Linked DNA regions of Mus musculus: region 2 is linked to region 1. A link is a contact called in public HiChIP or PLAC-seq data. All regions are on one chromosome and are shown on one strand. The core of a region is the stretch at or near the end of the contact, and the rest is flanking DNA. Distances in the headings are between cores, read along the strand shown. Region 1 overlaps Camkk2 (calcium/calmodulin-dependent protein kinase kinase 2, beta). Region 2 overlaps Atxn2 (ataxin 2).

Region 1 (6,107 bases), core at 712-3,211:
TGTATAGCCCTGGCTGTCTTGGAACTCACTCTGTAGACCAGGCTGTTTTCGAACTTAGAAATCCTCCTGCCTCTGCTCCCACCCCCCCACCAAGTGCTGGGATTAAAGGCGTGCGCCACCACTGCTCAGCTGAAATTTATTTTCAATAAAGAAAAAAAAAATGCAACGAGAGCTGGGGAGATCGTTTAGTGGGTAGGGTCCTTGCTGCACAAGTGTGAGGACCTGAGTTCAAATCCCACACTAAAAGCTGGGTTCTAAACCCAGCGCTATGAGGGCTGAGACAGGAGGCTTGCAGACTGCCAACCAAGCTCTACGGTTGGTGGATAAGCTTGTCCCAAGGGAATAAGGTGGAGAGTGATAGAGAGGACATCCCTTGTCACATGCACCCAATACATTGCATATACCACATGCCAACGAACCACAACAAACGCAACCATGTGACAATATGCTCAGCCTGGTTTGCAGGAAGAGAAGGACACTTTCAAACAGCAAGCCGACTCTGCACTTCCTCGGGAAGCTGGCCATGGAAGTCCCACATGGCCAGTCATTCCTCTCAGTGGTACGCATTCAAAAACTGAAGGCAGGGCTTCAGACCCCTGCACAGCAATGGTCATGGCGTCACTAGTCATGGAATCCTGCTAAAGGGTGGATGGAACCCTATGTCTACAAAGGACGAGGGGACGTGGTAGATCACATAAGAGACAAAGCGGGAAGACAAGTCTGACACGCCCACTGACTCACAAGCAGTGGGCCACACCCATGATGGTCGAATTCAATTGGGCGCGAGGCTGGGGGTGGAGCCAGCGGGCACAGTGCGTAGGACCCTGGGCTCCACCCCCAGCCCTGCTCATCCTGCGCTGGGGTGCTTGCTGGAATACAGGCAGATAGGAGCAGAAGAAGTTCAAGGTCACCTTTAGCTACTCAGTGAGTGAGTCTGAGATAGTCAGGACTGAGAACCTATATCCAAAACAGGAAGTAACGAAAGCAGCACAGCCGTGAGTTGGGAAAAGAATGAGGAAGTCCTCACTAAAGGGAGGAGCGGTGGACACGCTTGACGCCAGGGAATTAATTGTACATGTAAAAATGGTGAAATATGGCTCATTTTCACATCGAGTATGTTACATATATAATTTTTATTTATGTGCATGTCTGTGTCCATGCCACGGGAGCACAGGTATCATGAAGACCAGAAAAGGCATGAAATCCCCCAATAGCTGGAGTTAACAGGTGGTTCTGCCAGACTTGGGACCTGGGAATTGAACTCAGGTCCTGTGTAAAAGTACAATGAGCTCTTAACTGCTGGAGATGAAGTTCCAGAAGAGAGTAAGCAAGCTGCCATGAAAAGAAGCAAGATGCCACACCTCAGCACAGAGGAAGACATTACCAGCCACGCTCCTGCCTCAGCTTTCCCATCAGTGGATCTTCTTGCCCGAGTTCCGCACTCTCTGCAGCCTGGCTGTGATCCCCATCTTCCAAAAGAGAAAAGCAGGGCGCTGGAGGCCACAGCCTGGGCTTATCCTTTGCCCAGCTTGCCTTAAAATTCTCTCTGCCTCAGTTTCCTCATCTTTAAAATGGGCGCTTTCTGGGTAGTCACAGGGAACAGATGAGCTGCGCACTCAATACATGACTGAAGTGTTAAGAAGCTAATCTTTCAATACAATGTCTATGAACAGGGGGGCTGTGTTCTAGAATGCTCCGGAGTGACTACTGTCCCGGTGAGTCCACCTGCAATTAAATGGATTCCACAACCCCAGGGCAGGAGACCTCTCCTTCCTCTCTGAGCCACGTGGGGCTACAAGTGTTCCTGAAAAGAAAACCAGACTTGGCAGTGCCTGCGAAAGTCAATGGAGATTTTTTTTTTCTTTTCTTGCCAAGAGAAAAACAATTGCTTATCGATCTCTACTGCAGGCCAAGGACACCGAGACATCCACCCCCAACAAAGCTGCTTTTAATCAAGTCTCCTTGGCCAGCCGGTGTCTGGCCTGGGCCTCCCTCGCCACTGCTTCTGACGCAGGCTTGGCCTTCAAGGTCTGAAGGAAGGAGGAGAAGAGAGTGCTCAGACCAGGCTAGGGCTGCCTGTGAAGGAAAGGCAGGCCCATCCAGGTCTAGGGAAGAGAGGCACAAAGACCAGGAGGGCGTGGACACATCCTGTCCCATCCCTACACTCTCAGCCAGGACTCTGAATCCTTTAGGGACCAGAGACCCCACAAGAATCTAATGAAGCTACCAATACTTTCTCTAGCAAGAAAAATAAACTTAAAAGACAAGAGTTTGGCATCAAAGACTGTACTGAGACTGCTTGGAGTCTCAGGCACCAGGCATGGAGAAACTCTGCGTGGTTGTGTAATCCCCCCGGGACGAGCCCGCTACCAGGAAGGGCAGGGATCGGAACACAGGACTGAAAAGGGCATTCCTACAAGCTGCTGGGGTTTGACAAAATGCCAGCAGCCCTGCCTGGGCCTGGCAGTTAGTTCCCCATGAATCACAAGCACTGCCCCACCCGGAAGCCCCCCTCTCCTCCCTCCCTCCCTCCCTCACCTCCAGGGCACCCAACGGAGTCACCAGACCCTTCCTGGAGCAGATGGAGCCAGTCCCCAGCCGGGATGAGAGGAATGCTCCTTCCTCTGCCAGGAAGCCAAAGTGGCACAGGCCTCCAGGAAACGCTTGGCCAAAAGGCCTCCAGGAAACGCTTGGCCATCTCCATTTCCTGGGGGCCATTTCCAACCAGCAACTGCTGCCTGCCAAATGCTATGCCGAGTTGAGCCTAAGTTGAGCTGAGCCACTACGGGAGCTGTAGTATAACAAGTTAGTACGTGGGCCTCCAAATCAGAGACACACCTTTCTCGGGGTCCATCAGGGTCCTCAGAGCCCCTCCTTCTGGCACTCCAAGACAAAAAAAAAAAAAAAAAAAAAAAAAAAAAAAAAGGTGGGGGCGTGCAAATCAGCTCTACAGATCCTGCCAAGGCCAGGAACGATACCACGCTGGAGTCGGGTAAACAGCCACATCCTCTCTCACCTGGGGAAACTGAGGCCCAAGGCCCTAGAGGAAACTCATTTCACTCATTTGTTCTTTTAACAAGCCGTTAGGTAGAAAGATCAATCCATCAATCAACTGGGCTTATCAAGCCTGCAAGAGGCCCTGGGTCGCCAGCATGGTGTAAATCAGGCACAGGGGTGCTCACCTATAATACTACGGAGGTGCAGGCATAGGAGACGTTGTTTAAGGTCTCAGGGCTCATCCTCAGCTACACAGCAAATAGAAGGCCAGCCAGGGCTACACAGTGAGAGCGTGTGAAGATCAAAACAAATAAACAAACAAACAAACAAACTCAATGGGTCAAAGGAAAACTCCGAGCCATTATAGAGGAGCTACATGTGATTTCTGTATCAAGGGACCAACAATCCATGAACCATTTAAAAGGAGTGTGCCCATAACCACAAACGGGGACAGCCAGACTAATACACAAGAGAACAGGAGAGAGGCATTGGTGACACAGAAGGAAGCTGGGGACCCTGGGGCATAAAGGAAGTCTGTCCCGGTAAATATTTTCCCTTTCTAATTAAAATTAAAAAAAAACTTTTTGTGGGGTTGAGAGATGGCTCAACGGTTAAGAGCACTGACTGCTCTTCCGAAGGTCCTGAGTTCAAATCCCAGCAACCACATGGTGGCTCATAACCATCCATAACGAGATCTGGCGCCCACTTCTGGTGTCTGAAGACAGCTACAGTGTACTTACATATAATAAATAAATAAAATTTTTTTAAAAAAGGAAAAAAAAAACTTTTTGTTTTGAAGCAGTGCCTCACTATAAGGCCTAGGCTAGCTTTGTGATCCTCCTGCCTCAGCCTCCTGACTGTGAGGATTACAGGTATATACCACCACAGCTAGCCAACCAACCAACCAATCAAAAATAAACCAAGAAGGGGACGCAGGAGATGGTCCCCTCGGTACAATGCCTGTGGTGAATGCGCATGCAAGCAGGGAGACCCGGAGCTCCACAGAACCCTCGGAATAAAGCCCAGTGCAACTGCCGACTGCTAAGTGCAGGGCTCAGTGAGAGAGCTCGTTTCAAACTATCGCGGTGTTAGTCCCAGCACTTGGGAGGCAGAGGCAGGCAGATCTCTGAGTTCAAAGTCAGCCTGGTCTACAGAGTGAGTTCCAGGACAACCAGGGCTACACAGAGAAACCCTGTCTCAAATAAATAAACAAACAGATAAATTTTAGAAAAAAATTAAAGATTACTGACTTACCTAGAGTCATATGGTAGTTTCAAATATCACTAAAACAACTCAGAGTTTTGTTTTGTTTCACCTAGATGCCTGAAGTGGCTCTTGGGGCCTCTGCAAATGCTACAGCTGACAGTCCTGGTCTGTGTCTTCCAAGAAAAAAAACCTTAAAAGTTATGGACGGAGCCTCGCAAAGGTCCCAAACTGTCTCATGAGTAACGTACAGGCTGGGTTGAATCTAACAAGAGGCTCCTATCGGCCACATAGCTGCCATCCTTAGAACTCAGTCTATATGAGGGGAGACCAAAGGCAGCTGTCTCCACCTGTATCGGGAACAAATGCCCAGACGCAAGCCAGCAATGTGGCTCGACTGGCTGGAGAGAACGAGGTTCTGAATTCAGCCCTGAATTCTCAGGCCTAAAACTTTTTAGAACACAGCTGGCACCCAGCAGATGTAAGCTGGAGGTTGTACATTTCAGACACCCATCCCAAGGCCAGTCGGAAGGTGAGAAGTTGTCTTCAACTGACCTGGAGTCCGAATTCCTTTAGTCTTAGGACGGCAGCCCAGTTTACGCCTAGGAACATATCCTTCCCTGTGAGGCACCCCTATAGAGCAGACCCCACCACCATGCACAAAACTGCCCAACTGGACATCAACTCTTCTGGTCAGGTCATGGATTCAAGAGAACTTATGTATTGAACTCAGGCTAGTGGGTCTTACTGCCAGTTTTTTCAATGTTCAAAGGGGGCGGCGGGGAGAGTTCTTTCTGCTGAACTTAGTGCTGGGAGAACCCCGCCTTAGAATGATGCCCATCAAGGGAAGAAAATGGATGGAAAACCGCGCTGGCACCCTGATTCCTCCATGCCTGAAGCCCACATACCCTAGTGTTTTCAGCTCCCTGAGCCAAGACTGACCTACAAGTGACGAAGAACTGAGGGTCATAAAAGCTTTGGGCTCTCATGCAGGCCAAACTGCAAGGCAGCTGCCACTTCCCCGAGAACCCAGGCAGCCCTTACCTTGCTCCCTAGTAAGGAAACAACCCTTACAAAGTCAACCTTTCGTTTTGTTTACCATAAAGGGAAACAAACGAAACAAAAAAAAAGTGCCGGAGAACCAGTGAGCAGGCTAAACGGGAGAAACACCGCTCGCTGGGGAATCTCACCCTCTTGGAAACAGCTCTGACAGCTGCAGCTGCGGCAGCTGTGGGACTAACTCTCCCGGCCACATCATGCTAAGCCTGTATCAACTTCTTAGTTGTCATGGTAACCGCATTATTCTCTACTTCTCTAGTGAGGAGACTGAGGCAGAGGGTCTTGCCCATGATCACACAGCCAGGGAAGTCTTGGGTACGAACACACACTAAACCAAAGCATAGCAAAGACTTCCGAGGGTATGAGGTCTAACTCCTGGCTGGAGAGACAGTAGTTACAAGCATCTCCTGCTCTTGCAGGGGACCTGGGTTTAGGTCCCAGCACTTACAAAGCAGCTCACAACTGCCCATGTCCAGCGCCAGGACATCCAACATTCTCTTCTGGCTTCTGTGAGCCCTGGCGTACAGATGGTGTATATTCACACAAACATACACATAAATTAAGAAAATAAAAAGTCCTTGACTGACTTTAACTTACACTAAAAACAAAAACAAAACCAAAAAAAAATTTTTTTTAATCTTTTTGAGATACGGTCTCTATAACCCTAGCTGTCCTAGAACCTGATCTGTAGACCAGGCTGGCCTCAAACTCAGAGATCCCTAGGGATCTATCTATGTGCCTGCCTCTGCGTCCTAAGCGCTGGAACTAAACGTGGGCACCGCCATGACGGGCCTCGAATGGGGGGGAGGGGGGGGGCAGAAATGTGGTTTTATTATTTGTTTTTCACA
Region 2 (6,588 bases), core at 2,039-4,538, 960 kb before region 1:
ACTGCACATGTGTGTGTTGCACTGGCAAAACACTCATATGCATATAATAAAAATCAATCTTTTTAAAAGATGTCTAATAGGGCCAGGAAGGTGGCTCAATGATAAGAACACACTTCCTGTGAGAGCCTAGCCTTTAAATGCCCTTTTATATAAAAATAAAATTTTAAACTGGATGTGGTAGTGAAAGTGTGGCCCTGCCATGTGAAGAGCTAAGGTGGGAGGGTCAGCTGCTGTCAAGCTTGAGGGTTGCGTGGGTTCCACCAAGCCCTGCCTCTAGTTATTCAATCTTAAGAACATGGCTCAGTGTAGCTCAGTGGTAGACTGTGTACTTAGGATGCAGGAGGCTCTGGCTCCAATCTTAAGCATAAACTATGAGTAATAAAGCTGTTTGATTTTGATCCTGGCTGGGTATGGTACCCCGGTGCGGATCCACTTGGAAGATGGAGTTGGGGAGGGTGGGTTCCAGGCCAACTTAAGCTATAAAAGAAGAAAAACCAAACAAAGAAGGGAAAGGATCTTTTAATTCTCTTTCCAAGTGACAGTATCAAGACTTTCCCATTTTCCCAGTTGACAGATGTAATTCTGAGACTTGATGGACATAGTTACTATGACTGCGGTGGCCGTGTTTCCACTGCATTTTGCTAGAGCTTCCTTCAGAGTTACTTGTTTTCCCACCTGTTCCAGGACTGGAACTCAGGGCCTTCTGTGCAAAGCTTTGCACTGAGCTGTGTCTCCAAGCCTTTTATTTATGTTTTCTTAAACTTTTTTTTAGTTTGAATACTTGAGCTCCTATATCCTCTATCTTTATGAAATCTCATAAATAAACATTTAGGGTTGCTTTCCCTCAGTTGGACTTAACATTGCTATAAAGGAAACACTTACTAAACACTGGATGGGGCTTTAATGTTTGTGGTTTTAGAATGAGACATGTGGACCAGTTATCACCATCTAGCAGCCTAGTCTATAGTTGCAGACCTGTAGTTGTTGTCTCTAAAAACAAAAGTCGTTCTTAAGTGCTTTTCACAGTCAGGGAATTAGAGGATGGACTGGTCTCCCTGACTCACTGAAAACATTGTGACGTTAGGCTGCCGTAGTTTTCTCTTTACACATCTGTTGACTAATACAGTCAGGGAAACTGTACCAGGTTCTAAACACAGTTGCCTTCATCAGTCTCACCTGGATACTGAGGGACACTGGTGAGTGAGGGCTGTGGCCTTGGCAGGTGGACACACAGGCCATGCCAGCTCCGACCATTGGAAACAGAATGCCCTGCCCTGCACTGTGACATCTCATGAATGTTTCCTGTCCCTAACCCGGGACACCACTCAGCTGGCACACAGCCAGAGTCCTCCATGTGTGCTATTCTTGGAAGTTTTGGTGCTTCTCTGTCCACATCATAGCTGTGTTTGCTGACATATTATCTAAAGTGCATGAAACTGTGACACATCTGTGTGTGGGCTTGGCTGTGGAGGGCTAAGGGTTCAGTGCTGAGAGAGAGATAGAGATAGCTTGAGAGCAGTCCATTTTCTGCTTGATGTTTAGTTTGTGTCGTGAGCTGTCCAGAGTCACAGGAGCAGCGACCTTCCTGGAGTTCTCATTCCCAGGCTGCTGCTCTGTAAAGGCACAGGTTCACTTAATACTTGATCTCCTTGGTTGGTACCAAGGTGGGGCCCCTCCTAGATGCATAAAGAGCAGCCTCAGGGTCATTGTCGTAGAGTCACATTTTAAGAGTGTTAAGAAAAACTGTTCCTTTGGTATTTTTCTAGCTAACAGGATAGAGTGGTCAGTTTCATCTCCAGGCTTTTTGTCAGGAGCTGCATCATTCAGTAGGGAACAGAATAGTGAGTGGGTACTGTGATTGACTGAGATGGCAGTGACGTTGTCCTTGCGCCCAGCCTCACTGGTGTGTGTACAGGGACCGTTCCAGAGCAGTAGCATAGCAATGTAATCAGATGCTGACCTTGAGAGAGAGGCTGCACCTGTCTTCATGTGGGCCAGTGTGATTGGTGGAGTTGTTTCTACCTAAGCCTCCGAGAGGAACAGGGATTGTCTGAGTAAATTTAAACTAAGTCGGTGTGAGTGTAGTGTGTAGAGCTATGTAGCACACGGGTCACGTGCTGGCCTTGGTAGACAGAGCCCTTCCGTCTGTTTCCAGACTGTGCTTGCTCTCATGGCTGTAGAGCGTGGCAGTGATTAGAGTGCAGTGAATTAGGCATAGTGGGCTGGCAGTGGTCGTCAGAATTGTACACATTCCTTTTTCTTTTTCATCTCAGTTTCCACCGGCTCCCTCGCTCAGCAGTATGCACATCCTAATGCCGCCCTGCATCCACATACTCCCCATCCTCAGCCTTCGGCCACTCCCACCGGACAGCAGCAAAGCCAGCATGGTGGAAGTCACCCTGCACCCAGTCCTGTTCAGGTAAGGAGAGGCGTGGCCTGTGTGTGCCTAGCTGTGAGCAGTTGTGGGTACGGGGGAGGCCATTCCCTAAGGTTGAATGCCAGAAACATAAGTGTTAAAAAGCTGCTTGATCTTGAAGTTCTTAGTTAAGTCTAAAGCCCTCTGGAATTTCATTCCTGAAGGCAAGCCGCAATGCTGCCTTCCTGTTGGCTTCCTCAGTCCCATGTGCTAATGGGGCAGTGAGGCCTTGTTTGGACCTGTAACTGCCCGGCTGAGGCTTGGGCTTGAGTCCCCGGAAAAGGCCATCTGCATGAGAGATGCTTTGTGCTCTCCTTTCTGCGCCTCCCGGGGTGGGGGTGGGGTGGTGGCCTGTCGCCTTCACTCTATGAAGTTTCCCATTGCTTTACAGCACCATCAGCACCAGGCTGCCCAGGCTCTTCATCTGGCCAGTCCACAGCAGCAGTCGGCCATTTATCATGCGGGGCTGGCACCAACACCACCTTCCATGACACCTGCCTCTAATACACAGTCTCCACAGAGCAGTTTCCCAGCAGCACAACAGACAGTCTTCACCATCCACCCTTCTCATGTTCAGCCGGCATACACCACCCCACCCCACATGGCCCACGTACCTCAGGTAAACCAGCACTAGCCAAGTTTTTGTGAAGGCCACATAGGGAGTGGTGGTCAGATAAGCAGCAAGGAGCCAGTTGCTCCCCAAGCCAGGAAACCCTGTGTGTGGTGCCATCTGCCTGTCTGCCCCTTTCCTGCTTAGCACGTGATCTTCTGGCTCTCAGTGAATGTTGCTATGGTTTTGTGGTGGATCAGTGAAACTGTGACTTAGCATTTCCCAGCTGAGACCTTAAACCTCTGAGTCTGGAATGCACCCCAGTCCTTTCCTTCCTGTGTCTGCTTCGCTGCGTCTCTCTAGCCTCTCCACTGTGTATATATGTGCACACATGCAGACACCTCTACACGGGAGCACACACGCGAGCCTTAGAGCAGGGTGGCAGGCAGGCCTTCAGTGGCTCTCACTCTGAGGGACTGCACTAGGATTGTTGGTTTGCGGGTTAGCAGTGTCCCAGCTGTTGCCTGGTTGCCTCTGTCTGCTGTGATTCCTGAGCTTGGACCTTGGGCTGTGGTGCAGGAGAACTCAGGCTCTAGAGTAGCCCAGACCGTCTGGGGCTTCCCTTCCTTCCTTCCTCCCTTCCTTCCCCCAGTGTAAAGGCTGAGCTTGAAAGCTGTGGTTGCTGAGAGAGCCAGGGCAGCCTGGGCCATGGAGAGGCCCTCTCTGTAGCTGTTAACGTAAGGTGGCTGGATCAGATGTCTGCTACTTTTGATCACAGTTCCCTGAGGTGGGTCTCACTTAGAAGAGTTCCTGAATGATTCTATTTCCTGTCTCAGTGTGCCAGTGAGGCTCTGGCGAGGTGTGAGCTAACGCTGCTGTGTAGTTGGGTCTCTTGCAGAAGGCTAGCTTGTTCCTGTCCTTCCCCCAGAGCTGAGAGTGTAGAATATGCTCCTGTTGGCTGGCGGCAGTGGGGAGGGTAGCCAGTGTGGTCAGTGTGCTTTGGTGGAGTGAGACTTAAGAGAATCAGGGTCCTCTAAGTGTCCAGCAGAGGCTGTGAATTTATGTGTAAGATGAGCTCATCCCAAACCTCACTCATGTATTTGCATAAGAGAGTAAGAGGCTAACAGGGAAAGCAGAGAGCCATGGGCCTGTTTGAAGGTGTGAACCAGTGCTTCGCTGGGGTGATGGTCTAGAGCAATGCACAGGATGGGAGGCAGGAAGCCGCCTCTTCCTGCTCTGCCCACTCCCTGCAGAGCCAAGGTTGAGATTACCGACCAGGTAGCTAACATCACCTTTCTAACTTAAATTTGCTGCCATTTGGTACTGGGTTGACCCAGCTTCAGATCACTCTGTCATCTCAGTGGAGCCAGTGACTCAGCCTTTGCTCCGTCAGTTAAGCTTTTAAAGTGAGGGGCCTAAGTGCTGCTTCACCCTACTTTTGGGGAACCCACTACAACTGGGGAAGGGCGGAAGAGGAGAGACTCAGGAAGCTGCTGAGGGTGCTGGGGAGGCAGTCCCCTTACAGGCCCTTGTCAGTTGCTTTCTGACTGGAAAAGGGCATTGATATATCTTTGGCCATGCACCATAGCAAGCTAAGAAAGTGCCCTTCCCACCCCAATAGCGGCTGCTTTTGGTGAAGACCTTGCCTTGTGTGGTATCTGAGCAGACGAGTTGGGGACTAGGAGGCAACTTCCCCATCTTAGCCCTGCTGGATCTACCTCAAGGTTACCCAAGAAGTCCATCTTGCTCCTTCAAGAGCCCTAGTCCAATGAAAGGAATAGCTGACTTGTTGTTTAAGAAGGAGATGTTGCCTGTATGCGTAAAAGAGCTCTCTGTTTCAGGCTCATGTACAGTCAGGAATGGTTCCTTCTCATCCAACTGCCCATGCGCCAATGATGCTAATGACGACACAGCCACCCGGCGGTCCCCAGGCCGCCCTCGCTCAAAGTGCACTACAGCCCATTCCAGTCTCGACAACAGCGCATTTCCCTTATATGACGCACCCTTCAGGTGAGGCGTGTGTGTGCAGGGGCCGCCGGGGCACCCCGAGCGTTCTGCTCGCAGAGGTAGAATGGCAGGCAGGACCAGTGCTTCAGGCTGCAAACCTGACTAGCGAGGCCCATCCAAGTGTGCACAGGAGGGATCGTGACGGTCAGGAAACATCAGGCTCTGTGTGTGTTCTGCTGGTTCAGGGTTGGCTTGAGAAGCAGCAGCCTCATTCTGGGTAGCCGATGCATGCCGAGGACTCAGTTGGCCTTCCTGGTTATGTATGTATGATAGGCTGGACAGGGCAGCGTGGTCCGTCCTGAGTCCTTTATAGGCTGATGTGGGGGGTTTATGCCCATGGCCAAGTTTGATCGTAGCTTGGAGGAGAGCACTGGTGAACACGTGCTGTGTGCGGACTGGTCTGAGTGTAGTGTTAGCCCCAGCCTGTGCCCTGACACAGGACGCCCATGATGTCTCGTACTGATGGCTGCTGTGACGACACCTGTCTTCCCTGTGACTTGGAAAGCAGTGGTGCTTGGCTAGTGTAGTGGGAGGGGGTGTGAAGGCCTGCTCCACAAGCAGCAAGTCCAGGACTTGTATCTGAAGTGGTTTACGTCTGACTGGTTTGTTTCTCCTCACCCCCTTCCCTCCCCAACCCTACCTTGGCTGCAGTTGGGGGAGAGGGGCAGCATTAACCCTCCAGTCTTACTCACTAGCACAGGAGTAGTTGACAGTCGTGTGCTGCGGACACTAGGCTGGCGGGCAGTGGTGCCTGTGTTGTTTAAATAGCCACTTTTCTTTTTTACAGTACAAGCCCACCACCAACAGCAGTTGTAAGGCTGCCCTGGAGGAACCGAAAGGCCAAATCCCCTCCTCCCTTCTCCTGCTTCTGCCAACCGGAAGCACAGAAAACTAGAACTTCATTGATTTTGTTTTTTAAAAGATACACTGATTTAACATCTGATAGGAATGCTAACAGCTCACTTGCAGTGGAGGATGTTTTGGACCGAGTAGAGGCATGTAGGGACTTGTGGCTGTTCCATAATTCCATGTGCTGTTGCAGGGTCCTGCAAGTACCCAGCTCTGCTTGCTGAAACTGGAAGTTATTTATTTTTTAATGGCCCTTGAGAGTCATGAACACATCAGCTAGCAACAGAAGTAACAAGAGTGATTCTTGCTGCTATTACCGCTTTAAAAAAAAAAAATCAAGACTTGGAACGCCCTTTTACTAAACTTGACAGAAGTTCAGTAAATTCTTACCGCCAAACTGACGGATTATTATTTATAAATCAAGTTTGATGAGGCGATCACTGTCTACAGTGGTTCAACTTTTAAGTTAAGGGAAAACTTTTACTTTGTAGATAATATAAAATAAAAACTAAAAAAAAAAATTAAAAAATAAAAAAAGTTTTAAAAACTGATACCCAGTTAGTGTGTGTTTATGTTGACTCCTGCTGCTGTGGGAGGTAGACCCCAGGGAAGACAGGCTGGTTGTGCTGCTCCAATCTCTGAGGAGGTGCTGACCAAATGACTTTTCTTCTTCACCTTTAGTTCTGGCTCAAGGTATCTAGAAAAAGTCAAGACTGTGATTCCCTCTCGGGTGGATTAGCAGTTGGCTTCAGCAGAAGGCAGGCTG

The links. HiChIP or PLAC-seq counts read pairs in DNA pulled down with a chosen protein or histone mark.
Region 2: an H3K27ac HiChIP or PLAC-seq map of microglia shows a contact between it and region 1, with 6 times the contacts expected there. The contact joins two enhancer-like sites. A contact is called at or near these places in 2 of 115 datasets of contacts at active chromatin or transcription factors (microglia and pancreatic cancer cells) and 1 of 9 other capture datasets (adipose tissue).

What each region holds. Positions count from the first base shown.
Region 1 is chr5:122,768,515-122,774,621 of GRCm38.p6, forward strand. All of the region lies in intron 1 of Camkk2 (calcium/calmodulin-dependent protein kinase kinase 2, beta), which reads right to left. Among named protein-coding and RNA genes, the nearest start is that of Camkk2, 7.8 kb to the right of the region's middle. Within about 2 kb of position 1,962, at least 215 of the 459 cell types and tissues checked have an H3K27ac peak or open chromatin away from gene starts, as enhancers often do. A contact at or near this core is called in microglia, where this site is marked.
Region 2 is chr5:121,808,578-121,815,165 of GRCm38.p6, forward strand. Atxn2 (ataxin 2) reads left to right here. Exons shown (of 25, transcript NM_009125.2): 22 at 2,274-2,419; 23 at 2,808-3,035; 24 at 4,808-4,976; 25 at 5,761-6,373. The coding sequence ends at 5,789. Among named protein-coding and RNA genes, the nearest start is that of Mir7031, 7.4 kb to the right of the region's middle. Within about 2 kb of position 3,289, at least 76 of the 459 cell types and tissues checked have an H3K27ac peak or open chromatin away from gene starts, as enhancers often do. A contact at or near this core is called in microglia, where this site is marked.